Regions from separate parts of the Mus musculus genome. Here regions 2, 3 and 4 are each linked to region 1. Evidence: chromatin contacts called from public HiChIP or PLAC-seq and promoter capture Hi-C data. All regions are on one chromosome and are shown on one strand. Each heading gives the region's core, a stretch centred on a gene start, on an enhancer-like site or on the middle of the called end of the contact. The rest is flanking DNA. Distances are from core to core; before and after follow the strand shown.

Region 1 (2,967 bases), core at 241-2,740:
GGGGGTAGGGCATGTTGCTGACACTTCTCCAATGCCTTGGGCTTGGTTTCTGTGATGTCCTTTAGTTGTCATGACTACCCTGTGAAGTTGGGGCTATATTCTGGGAAAACCAATCCCCCTGACTCCTCAGGTCTTCCAGGGAGAAAGGTTCTCACTGAGAGGCTCAGCTGAGAGCCTGCAGCTGCCCTCCTGGGTACACTCAGCATTTCCCTGATTTGTGGACTCCAGAGTCAAGTCTTCCCTTCTTGCCTTCAGTACAGGAGGCTGCTGGAGCCACTACTGCAGAAGTGATGCCAATAATGGAACAAACCGGATGCTGGGCTTAGAATGTGTCCATCCAGGGAAGCTGACAATGGAACCCTAGCAGTGGCCTCCTCTGGATGTAAATCCTAAGCTCAAATGTGTTAATCTGTTACTGTGATTTCTGGTTGGGTCACCAGGAATGTTAATGATGCAGACACAAAGTCTTTCCTGCTGTATTTCTTGCTTCCCTGGTGAAGTGGTGAATAAAAATACTGCTCTTTACACAGAATGTCTGGGCCTCTCCTTCCACCCACATTTGAGGAAAGAGGGAAGGGTTCTGGAGGGTGGCATGTTCAGAGAGCTAGGGTGGTCTTAGAAAAGCCCCATCACCCCCCACCATGGCACCAGCCAGCCAGCTCTCAGCAGTCAGGTGTTGTGTTGGCTGCACTGATCCAGCCACGAGTGAGTTCTGCTACCAAAAGCTTCTTCCCCTGCAGTGGGGGGCTACCTACACTATGCTGCACTCGCCCCACCTTTGATCCCCATGGCAAACTTTAGTGCACTACCTGGTGCATACGGGAGAGAGCCACACTAGAATCCAGCCCTGCTGTGTTCTTTTTCTTCTCCGAATGTAGGGTCCTCCATACATGTTGCCAAAGTTATCGAATAAAAATTAAGTTGGAATGTCAGATACTTTGTTGATCGTGTCCTGTGTAACAGTAGACTGGCCTCGAACTCTCTATGCAGCAGATGATGACCTAAAACTTCTGATCAGTCATGCGCCACCGCGCTGGGTTTTTTGTCTATTTTTACGGGGTACTGAAAAGCTAACTCCGTGCATGCCGGGCAAGCACTCTAGCAGCTGAGCTACATCCCCAGTTAAACAAGATTCCTTTCATTTTAAAAAATAAAAAAGTCCTTAAGTATCCTTTACGGACAATACACGCAAACTTAAATTAACTGTTCACTTGAAGTGCCAATTAAGTCTGTATTGTACCTGCTTTGGGACACTGACAGCTCTTTGGCTGCACATTCTTGATCCTAAATATACATTAGGGGTATATTTGATGTCTCCGATCCTGCTTGTAGCTGACATCGATGGATCTGGTTTTTTTGCGTCGTTTTCACCCGGACTCTGCACACAGAACAGAAGAAACATCAACAGGGCTTCGCGCAGCGCTGAGCGCTTCCGCCCCAGCCAGCGGAAGACCACGCCCTCTCCTCGCGAGAGCGCGCGCCTGCCCAGGAAGTCTGGCTGGCGGAAGTGGAGCGACGGAAGCCACAGTTGCTATGGAGCTCGCTGAGGACTGGCTCGTGGAGTCTTTGCGATTGTAAATTGGCCCGTGGGCGGGTCTGATGGGCAATGGGAGAGGGCGCGTGCGGTTGTGGGCTCGTGGGCAGTGCCCAGGCACGGACCGATGGAGGTCCTGACCCCCGGCCTCTAGCTCTGGGACTCTGGGTCCTTTGTAAGCAAGTAATGTGACCAGATCCGCGCATGTGAGGGCTGATAAGGCACACATGGCCGGTTACCCTGGGCCGGATTCTAGGTTAACTTGAACACAGGTTTCTCCTGATTGTTCACCTCAACTTGGGGAAATCAACTTTATGGGAGTTCCGCAGGTGAGGAACCAAGGCTTGGTTCCTTATGGCCAGCCCGGTCTCATACACCAGGGAGGAAAATGCAGAAGAAAAGATTCAGCCCCATGTTTACCTAACTCCAGAGCCTGGTTCCACCAGTCCTTCAGCGATCTCCCAGTTCTTGGTTAGCTGTGCGTCGCGTGATTTTTGTAACCCTATCCTGCAGGTACCAAGACTTCCATGCATTTGACCTCTCAGGAGCCACTCGAGTCCTTGAGTGGATTGGTGAAAAAGGTAATATATCTTGCCTGCTACTAAACGAGATGCGTTTCTGCCTCATGGGCTGAATTTTAAAGTCTGAGCCGCTAGGGAGACCCATTCAACTTCCATCCCCTGACACAAGGCTACTCAGAGAATGGGGAAGGTATTGGGAGAATTTATAAATCCAGCCACGATCCACGATATTTCTAACTCTTTGTCATAGTTACTGTTTTATTTCAGGAGTCTTTGTTGCTGGTTATGAAAGTTTGAAAAAAAATGAGATTCTTCATTTGATACTACCTCTCAGGCTCTCTGTACAGGAAAACCAGGTAACTTAAATAGAGAAGCTGATTATCTGTGTCAATTTATTATGCATTTCTGGAGTGCCTGTTACTCTGCCTGACAAGTACCTGGGGCTGCCACAGAAGGAGGGGGGGGGGGCGGGCGGCGGCGTGTGCAAACCTTTAATCCAGGCACTTGGGAGGCAGAGGCAGGTGAATCTCTGTGAGTTTGGGGCCAGCTTGGTCTACAGAACGAGTTCCAGGACATCCAAGGTTACACAGAGAAACCCTGTCTCAAAAAAAAAGAAAAACAAAACCAAAGTCTAGAACAAGGCCCCTGTGCATGGGGATGAATGCCAAGGACAAGCAGGTGGTCGCAGGAGAGCTGCTACAGGCAAAGAGCAGTCTTACTTTATCAGAAATAGACGTGGGCTGGAGAGATGGTTCGGGGGCTCAGAGCACTCTGCGCTTCCAGAGGATCTGCGTTTGACTCCTGGCACCCACATTGCAGTTCACAACTTGCTGTAACTCCTTTCCAGGGCATCCAGCATTTGCAGGCAGGCAAAACATCCGCATACATAAAATAAATTTTAAAAATGTAGAG
Region 2 (2,967 bases), core at 210-2,709, 620 kb before region 1:
TCCTCGACTTGTAGGCAACTTACAAATTCTTTATAGTGAATTTCCCATAAAGAGGCTAGGGTAAAGTTCTACAGGTTGCCAGCACAAAGCCATAGTGAGCGCACAAATAAGTATTCCGCTACAAGCTTTCTAGGGGGAGCTCAGATCTTGCTTAAGACCCCCAGGGTTTTCTATGCAATAACAGGCAATAGGTAAGGAAGATTCCCATGTTTGCCTTCTGTTGCTACACAGTACACCGGGAACGGCAGACACGGCAAACTCATCTCCATCGAGAGCAGCACTTCTCAACCTTCCCAATGCTGTGACTTTAATACCCTCATGTTGTGGTGACCCCAACATACAATTATTTTTGTTGCTACTTCATAACTGTAATTTTGCTACTGTTTTGAATTGTAATGTAATGTCTGTATTTCCAGTGGTCTTAGGTGACCCCTTAGGTGAAAGGGTCATTTGATCCCAAAGGGGTTGTGACCCACGGTTGTGACCCACTGATCTACAGGGTCAAACATGTTGATGGCTGACGAATGACTTTCCTTTGGTGGACTCACACCTTATCTAAGCTTTATATATATGTATGTTCGTGTCTTTGTGAGTGAATGACATATGTGTGTGGTGCTCAAGGAGGCCAGAATAGTGTGTTGGACTCCTTGGGTCCTGAGGTACAAGTGATTTGATATAGGTGCTGGGAACCAAACTCAGAGCCTCTGGAAGTGCCACAAATGCTCTTAACTACTAAGCCATCAGGCTAGTATCTAAGTGCACCTCACTACTGTCTTCACTCCTTCAATTTTCCAACCTCCTACCCATCCACGCACACCATCAGAAAGCAATATAAAAACTCCTTTGTACAAGAATTCTATGGGATTTTAGAATCTGTCCTCAACAAACCATGCAACTTTCCACCGCCTCCTTGCTGCCCTTTTCTAACATTAAATGCCTTTGCTGACACATTCAAGAAACTTAAAAATCACCCACTGCGTGTGCATGTGCTCACGGGCGCTAAAATTACTGCAACAGGTGATTCCTCCCTCAGGCAAGAGTCATCGATTCGGAATGCCTGGATTTACAGAGCCAATATTCAACAGCTCTGTGCATGTGAATATGTGTTTGTATGTGTGCATGTATGTACGTACGTATGTGTGTGTGCTTAATTTAACTTCAGTCTGTGTGACCGCGTATTTCTCCTTCCATATCTACCCACCATTCCGTGGGCTAGCAACCCTCTTTGAAAAAGATGGAGAAAAAACAAACACAGAGAAGGAAGATCGATAGCCGGGCAGCTTACCCATCTCTTCTCCCATTCCTGGGACGCCTGCCACGTCAGCCACTTACCTGGACACCATAGTCACCCGCCGCACAAGGTGGCCAAATACTGGGTCAACTTGGCGAGACAAAAGCCGCTAGCATCAGGTGTCAGGCTCTCGGTCATAATTTCTCCCTCCTTCCGGTGGAAAATGAGTCCACTTCCGGCTTCTTAGCCGTAGGGAGGAAGTTCCACGTCAGGCACCGCGCGGCGCGGCTGGGCTTGGCTCTTCCCAGTGCGCATGCTCAGAGCGAGTCCTCTGCTGCTTAGCGTCTAGCTGCGTGGCGTCTGGATCGTGGGAGACTCGGGGGCCGGCTTGTAGCTCCTGGGTGGGTGTGGAGAGCTGCCGCATTGTTTTGAGTATGCTATTCTCTGCTCCCCTGGCAGGCGGCATCCTGGGGACTGAAGTACGCCGTCCCGCCCCTGCGACACTCCTCTGCGTTCTTGTGCTACCCAGCCCTGGCTGTTAAGCTTCTCAGTGTTCTTCATTCTTGCCACCCTGCTTATAGAGAGCAAAGCGTGCACTGCACCTCAGTAACCTTTACTCAGTCGCTCTCTTGACTCCCCCTGGTTGCAAGCCCATGCATATTCATCCAGGAAAGGACCAAGAGCTTCCTAGCCTTGATCATGGGTCTAGGAAGATAAGTAAAATCACTTTTGGATAAATTTCCTGAGGATAGACCTCAAATGTTGAGAGACTAAAACAAAAGACATTTGACATTTGCGCCTTGGTAGAGGTAGGCTTCCTCTGTCATTTTGAATATGATATCTTTGCCTTACTTAGTTTCTGGTGATCGCTAAAAATCCTGTGTGTGCTTTGACTTGAGGCAGCATGGCCCTACTCTGTTGTCAAACTTTGTTCTCCTTATTTCTGCTTATTGCTGTGTTTTACAAGGACATCCATCCTGTTGGATTAAAAAGCCCAGCTTATTCCAGTTCACATTGTGAGGCTGCAGAAAAGACTTAAGATTTCAGGGGCGGCAATTACTGAGCACCCTAGTAAGCTGCCAGAGTTCTCCAGGAATGTGCAAACCAAATGCTAAAGTAAACTAAAAGTAAGCAGGTTTAGAACAATGAGTTCAGAGTTCATTTGGATGCTGCGAGTTTGAGGTCAGAATTTGAAGCAAAAAGAACAAAATAAGAAACATAGGTGTAATGAAAGGACCTTACATGCAGTCCAAACATACAAGGCTTTTGGATTTAATATACAAAATCAGGAGCAAAAATGTTACCTTGTTTATCAGCTTGAGCCAAATCTACTTCATTTCTCTTACTCATTTAAGATGTAACTTTTCTGGGCATGGTAGCACACTACTTTAATACCAGCCTTCAGGGTTCAACACCAGACTGGTCTACGTGGAGAGTTCCAAGCCAGCCAGAGCTATACAGTGAGAAGCAGAAAGGAGAAGGAGGAGGAAGGAAGGAAGGACGGACAGAGAGCCAGGGCTACAGAGTGAGACCATTACACTCACTTTCTAGGCTTGGCCTGTGCTTTTCTCACCCTGGCATAGGTACACACGGGCATAGGCACACACTGGGCATAGGCACACACTGGGCACAGGCACACACTGGCTCCTTTGCCTGGTACAGGGCATCAAGTTGCACATACTTTACTTGCCTGATTTGCTGTCATGGATGCTGTATTTTATTTATTTATTTATTTA
Region 3 (2,967 bases), core at 179-2,678, 600 kb after region 1:
ACTCAGCTCCTTCTGACAGATGGATATGCTTTTGAGCAGCCTTTCCCTCAGGCTCTCCTCTTCAGCAATCATTCTATCCAGAAGATCCTACAAGTGAGAAAACACTTGGTAAAGCTTTGGAGCCAATGGAAATAAAACAAAACAAAACAACAACAAAAACAAAAACATATCAAAAAACCTGCAAAACTAACTAGCCTTAATATCAACACCCTCATAATTTCAAATTTTACAGAAAGGGCTTTAAATAAAATCAGGAAGAGCTGTGATATCTTAGTATAAATGACTAGCTATTATTTCCTCTTAGCATTTAGTTGTTATTGTGTGTGCTCATGATGTGGGTTGAGGACTATAAAGGCCACACAAAGAGTGTGCATCAATCCCCTTAGATCATACAGGGTCCTGGCAGTTGTAAAGGCCACACAAAGAGTGTGTATCAATCCCCTTAGATCATACAGGGTCCTGGCAGTTGTAAAGGCCACACAAAGAGTGTGTATCAATCCCCTTAGATCATACAGGGTCCTGGCAGTTGAGCTTAGGTCTTTAGCCTTACACCATGGAGTTGCAGCAGCGCCATTACCTACTAAGCCACCCCCTCCCAGACCCCCAAATACCACCAAATGTCAGTCTGCCTTTTATCTCAAATAGCATCCCTACTGTCCTCACTGCAGAGACCAGCAGGAACCGACTCACCTTTATATGCTTCTTTACAACCTCGGTTCTTTGTAGCCTCTGCTCCTCTGGAATCCCAATTAGTTCCCATATTTCCCGGAGGTGAGTTAGAGCTTTCTGCAGGCATGTGATAGACTCATCTGCTAGCACCTCACTGAAAATCAATAGAAAGCCATTTAACTTGTAAGAGCCAGCATCACTGCCTCATCACTGCCTGTTTTCAGGAACTAACCTGAGTCATTTCCCAGTGGCCTTGAGAGGAGGCATACTAGTTTAATCAATGCTTAGCCATTCTCTGCCTCCTAAATGCCACACTAGCACAGTTATTCCATTCACCTAACACCAATGACTTTGATCAACGACTCTAAGACTGAATTACAAATGCTGCTACAAAAGGAAAACCAGACAAAATATCAGTAAAATAAGCTAACATAAGAGCTTGCTGGTAAGGAGCTCCTGAAGACGACTGGCAGAGAGCTGGGCATGGTGGCTTGTGCCCTTAAAGCCTACACTTGAGAGGCTGAGCCTTAAGTCTAAGAACCTTTGGCCTCAGCCTGCAGAGTGCTGGGATTACAGATGCACCCCACAAGCCCAGCAGTGGTGGTGCCACACACCTTTAACCCAGTGCTCAGGAGGCAGAGGCGGGTGGATCTCTGTGAGGTCGAGGGCAGCCTGGTGTCAGCCCTGGAGGACAGCCAGGGCTACACAGAGAAACCCTGTCGTGAGCAACCAAAAATGAAACCAAGACAGACTGTTGCTAGAAAGAAGCAGCACTTAGTCATAGCATGGGAAATGGAGATGGCTTGTATGTCAACAGAATGGATCAGTACATTACAACAATGCAAAGGAACAAATTACATACAACATTGCTAAAGCTCAAAACATGCTAGACTGGCAAATGGCTCAACGTGTGAAGACTAACAACCTGGGTTGGATCCCTATCCATGAGACAAGGATGACCTTGAACCTTGGCCCCTTGGTTCTCCTTCCACCTGTGCCACCAACCTCAGCAGTATTTTATCTTTGAAAAGTTTTAATATCTATGCCAGGCAATAATGGCACATGCCTTACATCCCTGCATTAGGGGTGCAGAGGCAATCGGATCTCTGAATTTGAGGCCAATCTAGTCTACAGAACAAGTTCCAGGATAGCCAGGGCTACACAGAGAAGCCCCGTCTCAAAAAACAAACAAAAAAATTAATCCCCTTTATATAACATTTAAGAACAGAATGTTTCCTCCTTTTTCTTCGATACACCAAGGAAGGAAACAGACTATTTTGCTGCTAGAGAACTGGAGCTTGGAATAGATAGTCTATGCCACCTTTAACACGGGCCTTGGAATAACCCATTTAACCTGCTGCAGTAGTCCCACAAAAAGTGGGGCTGGAGGCATTTTGGTTACTGGTGTGTTTCAGAGAATTCAGTGATTTTAAGAAACAACAGTCTAGGGCTGGCGAGATGGCTCAGTGGTTAGGAGCACTGACTGCTCTGTTCAAATGTCCCCAATTCAAATCCCAGCAACCACATGGTGACTCACAACCACCCATAATGAGATCTGACTCACTTTTCTGGTGTGTCTGAGGACAGCAACAGTGTACTTATTTAAAATAAATAAATAAATCTTTCAACCGGAGCCAACAGGGATTGAGTGAGCGGGGTCCTAAAAACTCAATTGCCAACAACCACATGAAGGCTCACAACCATTTGTACAGCTACAGTGTACTCACATACATAAAATAAATAATAATAAAGTAAATCTATTTTAAAAAAAACAACAGTCTAGACCTCTGTTAGCTCCTCAAAAGCTCTTCCATGGCCACAAATAAACCTTAGTATAGTCACAGGCAAACAGTTCTCTCTAGTCATAAAACCCCAGTTGGTTGCCTGTGCTAGGAAAGTTTTTGCACAACAGTTGCCTATACAAGGTAGATAAGTATTAGCACCCAGCTATAATCGAGTGCTTAAAAACTTTTACTGGGCCAGGCGTAATGGCGCATGCCTTTAATCCCAGCATTCAGGAGGCAGAGACAGGTGGATTTCTGAGTTTGAGGCCAGCCTGGTTTACAAAGTGAATTCCAGGACAGCCAGGGCTATACAAAGAAACCCTGTCTCGGGGAAAAAAAAAAAGAAAAAAATAATTAATTTTAGGGCTGGAGAGATGGCTCAGTGGTTAAGAGCACTGACTGTTCTTCCAGAGGTCCTATGTTCAATTCCCAGCAACCACATGGTGGCTCACAACCATCTGCAATGGGGTCTGATGCGCTCTTCTGGTGTGCTTGAAGAGAGCAATGGTGTAGT
Region 4 (2,967 bases), core at 329-2,828, 550 kb before region 1:
TGTGATAGTATTGCAGTTATGGGCCTAAGCCACCATGGATGTCTTAGTCATAGATGCCATCGGTCTTTCCAGATATGCCTTGGGTCTTCAGAGCATCTCATACACCCTCACTTACAGTTCCCATGTTGTAGGCATCTAAGTGTGGCACCTCTCAGAATAGGAAGAGAAGAGAAGCAAGAAATACTAGGTTTGATTTATCAGGCCTATGCTGCCAAGATGGGGGTTGGGCTGCTCCTAAGGGGATGGGTTCTCCATACTGTAACCACCCTTTCTGCTTAGGACTTCAGTAACCCTTGGGAACGACCACAGAATGGAGACTAGCCAGCTGTCATTCAGCTCCCTCTGCACTTTAACTCCAGCATCTGTCCTCTTCCCCACCTTCTCCAAACACACTAGGCTAGGACCGTAGGCTTCCTTTCTTAATACCCTGGGCAGAAGCTTATACGTTCCTGCCTCACAAACCTGCCAGCAAGTTGGTAACAGCTTCTTCACCTGTCAGGAGGAACCTTGAGTATAATACGCGCTGAATAAAAAGTATAACATATAAAACACTTAGAAATGTTCAATAAGCTCTGTTCTCTTTCTTAACCAACCTAGTGGCTTATTTCCCACCTCCAACTCTCCAGCAACACCTTAAAAGAGACCTGGCAACTTCCAAGCTTGTTCACCTTTCCTCTAGTTTCCAGCTAGCTGCAGAATAAAAGCCCTTCAGAAACTGGGCTCGGGCTTCCCTCCTGTGGCACCAACACGCATTAGCTGGTCTTAGTCAGATTGAGCCTCTCAGTGCATTCCTCCCTCTCCGCCTTCCCTGGTCTGCAGCCCGGAATGCCATCTCCGCCTCTGCGCTCGCTTGGGCTTCCGGTCTGGTCCAGCCCTAGCTGGCCCATGACGCCTCTCGGAACAACAGCTTCGCTCACCCTGATCTCTTGCCCCGAATTTTGTCAGTAAAGCGTCCTGTCATTCTGGAGGGAGCGTCGGGAGCGGTTTCCCTGGGGAACTGCAATCCGAAGAGGATCACTGCTGTTTTCGGAACTTTCCCGAATCCCCTGACGCCTGCGCTCCGGGTTCCAGCTCGCTCCAGATGCAGTGGCAGTCGGTCTGAAGTGAGGGCGTGTCTGCTGCAGGTGGGGATGGGTGGAGGGGCTGGGTTCGGTGCCACCGGGGCTTCCACCCGAGAGGTCACTAGCAAAGGAGAGGCGTGGTTATACGTTTTTTTGGGGGGGGGGCGCACGTCACCGGCGCAGCGGGGCATCCCAGGGTCTTGTAAATCTGTAGGGAAACTGAGGCCCGCGGGAGAGTGAAATGGTCAGGGTCACCGGGCGAGGGACTTGCTCAGGCCTGAGCCCCCTCGGGCTCCGGGGAGGCAGTGGTGGTCTGTCTTGGCTCGAGCCTCAGAACTAACCCCCACCCCCCGTTCGGACCCCCAGGCCCAGGGTGGGCGGCGGAGCGCGGGTCTGGACGGCAGGAAGGAGCGCAGGGGGCGGGGGCGGGGACGAGGCCGGGCGGGGCCGACACAGGTGCTCCTCGTCAGGCCAGCGCCGCGGAGCTTTATAAGCCGCCGGGGTGCGGAGTCGTGCGCTGCTCGCTGCAAAAATAGTGCCCACGTGTGTGCGCGTCCCGCGCCGCACAGACCCGCCGGCCCGCGCGCCCGCCCGCCCGCCAGTCCCTTAGGGCCACGCCGGACCCCATGGCTTTCTCTCTGGTAAGAGCCGCCGGGGCGGGGCGGGGCCGGGCCGGGCGGGGCTGCTGTCCCCGCCGGCCGCCTCGGCTAACGGTCCGCGCGCAGTCTCGCCACTTCACAGGGCCCCCTCACCGCCGCCCGGGTTAGCGTCCCGGGCGGGGCGCCGGTCACATGCCCGCGGTCGTGGGCCTCGTGGAGCGGTGTGGGGCGCGCGGGGAGGGGCAGGGAGCTTCCTCGTGACTCAGGCCTTTGGGCTTAAAGGCGCCGCGGCCCTTCGGGGGCGACCGCCGGGGCCTCGGAGCTGCACTTGCACAACTCTCGGTGGCCTCGAACATACGTCCAGACAGGAGCCGGCCGCGCGGACGGGCGCCCGGACGCCAACACTTCCTTTTTCCGCAGCCGTCGCACGGGAGAGCTCGAGCGGCCGGCCGGCTGGCCGGCGGTGCCCGCGGCTCCCGTCTCTCTCTTTCCTTCTCTCTCTCTCCCCGAGAGTCGCCTTGGCGTCCCGCAGGAGGCAGGGGCTGGCGGCTCGCTGCGGGCGGCGCAGCAGCGAGCCGCGGAGACCCCCTCAGGCTGGGGCGGCGCAGGGGGAGACGCGCCACGACGGCGCTGACATGGCTCCTTTAAAGCCGAGGTCTCGGGCCCCTCGTGCGGGCCGCGCTCTTTCCAAGCCCGGGGAAGTCACGTGGCTTCACACGTTCGATTGCTCCCGGAGCCCTAGCCCCGAGGGTGGACCGGGCCAGGTGAGGTCGCACGTGCGTGTGACCGGGCTTCGAGGGCTGTCCCCGGGAGCCTCGCGGGGCTGGGGGGCGCGGGCCCGGAGGGGAGGAGGAGTTGAGCAGCCCGCGAGGGGGCGCAGGCGGGAAGCCAGCTAGTCCTCGGCGGCGTCCGCTTGCCTCACTCGGGCGGCCTGGCGGGACGCACTCATGTGGCCTCGAGGGTGTCGCTCAGCGTTTCTCAGCCAGCAAGGCCAGGTGTCCAAATTCGGGGGTGTCGGGTTGCAGATGGGCTCGCGTGGCCTCCAGCCCTGACCTCTGGTTTGGGGGAGCGGAGGCTGGACGCTGGGCGGGTAGGGCTGACAAGGCTGCTTCACTGGGGGCCTAGACGCAACGGGGTGTGTGTGGGGGGAGGCCCATGCCTAGGCAGGGGGACCCATGTCAGCAAAGAGCGTCCTCGGTGGGCAGCGCAGGCCACCCGTGTGGGTTGCTGTGCGGTTCCAGCCTCTCACGGTCACGAGCCTCATTTCCAGGGGGCTCTGCAAGGCCACGGTTCCTGCAAAGTGGCCC

The links. Promoter capture Hi-C pulls out the DNA fragments that hold promoters and counts their contacts. HiChIP or PLAC-seq counts read pairs in DNA pulled down with a chosen protein or histone mark.
Region 2: a promoter capture Hi-C map of liver shows a contact between it and region 1, with 4 times the contacts expected there. The contact joins the promoter of 2900076A07Rik here to the promoter of Wdr73 in region 1. A contact is called at or near these places in 15 of 39 promoter capture datasets (the 3T3-L1 cell line, 3T3-L1-derived adipocytes, the C10 cell line and 10 more), 1 of 115 datasets of contacts at active chromatin or transcription factors (bone marrow-derived macrophages) and 2 of 9 other capture datasets (liver and pancreatic islet).
Region 3: an H3K4me3 HiChIP or PLAC-seq map of bone marrow-derived macrophages shows a contact between it and region 1, with 5 times the contacts expected there. The contact joins the enhancer-like site here to the promoter of Wdr73 in region 1. A contact is called at or near these places in 5 of 39 promoter capture datasets (liver, maxillary cranial neural crest, neutrophils and 1 more) and 2 of 115 datasets of contacts at active chromatin or transcription factors (bone marrow-derived macrophages and effector CD8 T cells).
Region 4: a promoter capture Hi-C map of liver shows a contact between it and region 1, with 2.0 times the contacts expected there. The contact joins the promoter of Cpeb1 here to the promoter of Wdr73 in region 1. A contact is called at or near these places in 2 of 39 promoter capture datasets (both in liver) and 1 of 115 datasets of contacts at active chromatin or transcription factors (astrocytes).

What each region holds. Positions count from the first base shown.
Region 1 is chr7:80,899,792-80,902,758 of GRCm38.p6, reverse strand. Wdr73 (WD repeat domain 73) reads left to right here and starts at 1,490. Exons shown (of 8, transcript NM_028026.2): 1 at 1,490-1,574; 2 at 2,048-2,115; 3 at 2,323-2,411. The coding sequence starts at 1,534. Nmb (neuromedin B) reads left to right here. Exons shown (of 3, transcript NM_026523.4): 3 at 256-532. The coding sequence ends at 291.
Region 2 is chr7:81,522,042-81,525,008 of GRCm38.p6, reverse strand. It overlaps 2900076A07Rik (RIKEN cDNA 2900076A07 gene), which reads right to left and starts at 1,459. Exons shown (of 4, transcript NR_160675.1): 1 at 1,333-1,459.
Region 3 is chr7:80,298,157-80,301,123 of GRCm38.p6, reverse strand. Prc1 (protein regulator of cytokinesis 1) reads right to left here. Exons shown (of 15, transcript NM_001374624.1): 2 at 691-823; 3 at 1-87. It also overlaps a transcript of Rccd1 not described here. Among named protein-coding and RNA genes, the nearest start is that of Prc1, 5.2 kb to the right of the region's middle. Within about 2 kb of position 1,428, at least 30 of the 459 cell types and tissues checked have an H3K27ac peak or open chromatin away from gene starts, as enhancers often do. A contact at or near this core is called in bone marrow-derived macrophages, where this site is marked.
Region 4 is chr7:81,453,369-81,456,335 of GRCm38.p6, reverse strand. Cpeb1 (cytoplasmic polyadenylation element binding protein 1) reads left to right here and starts at 1,578. Exons shown (of 12, transcript NM_007755.5): 1 at 1,578-1,702. The coding sequence starts at 1,688.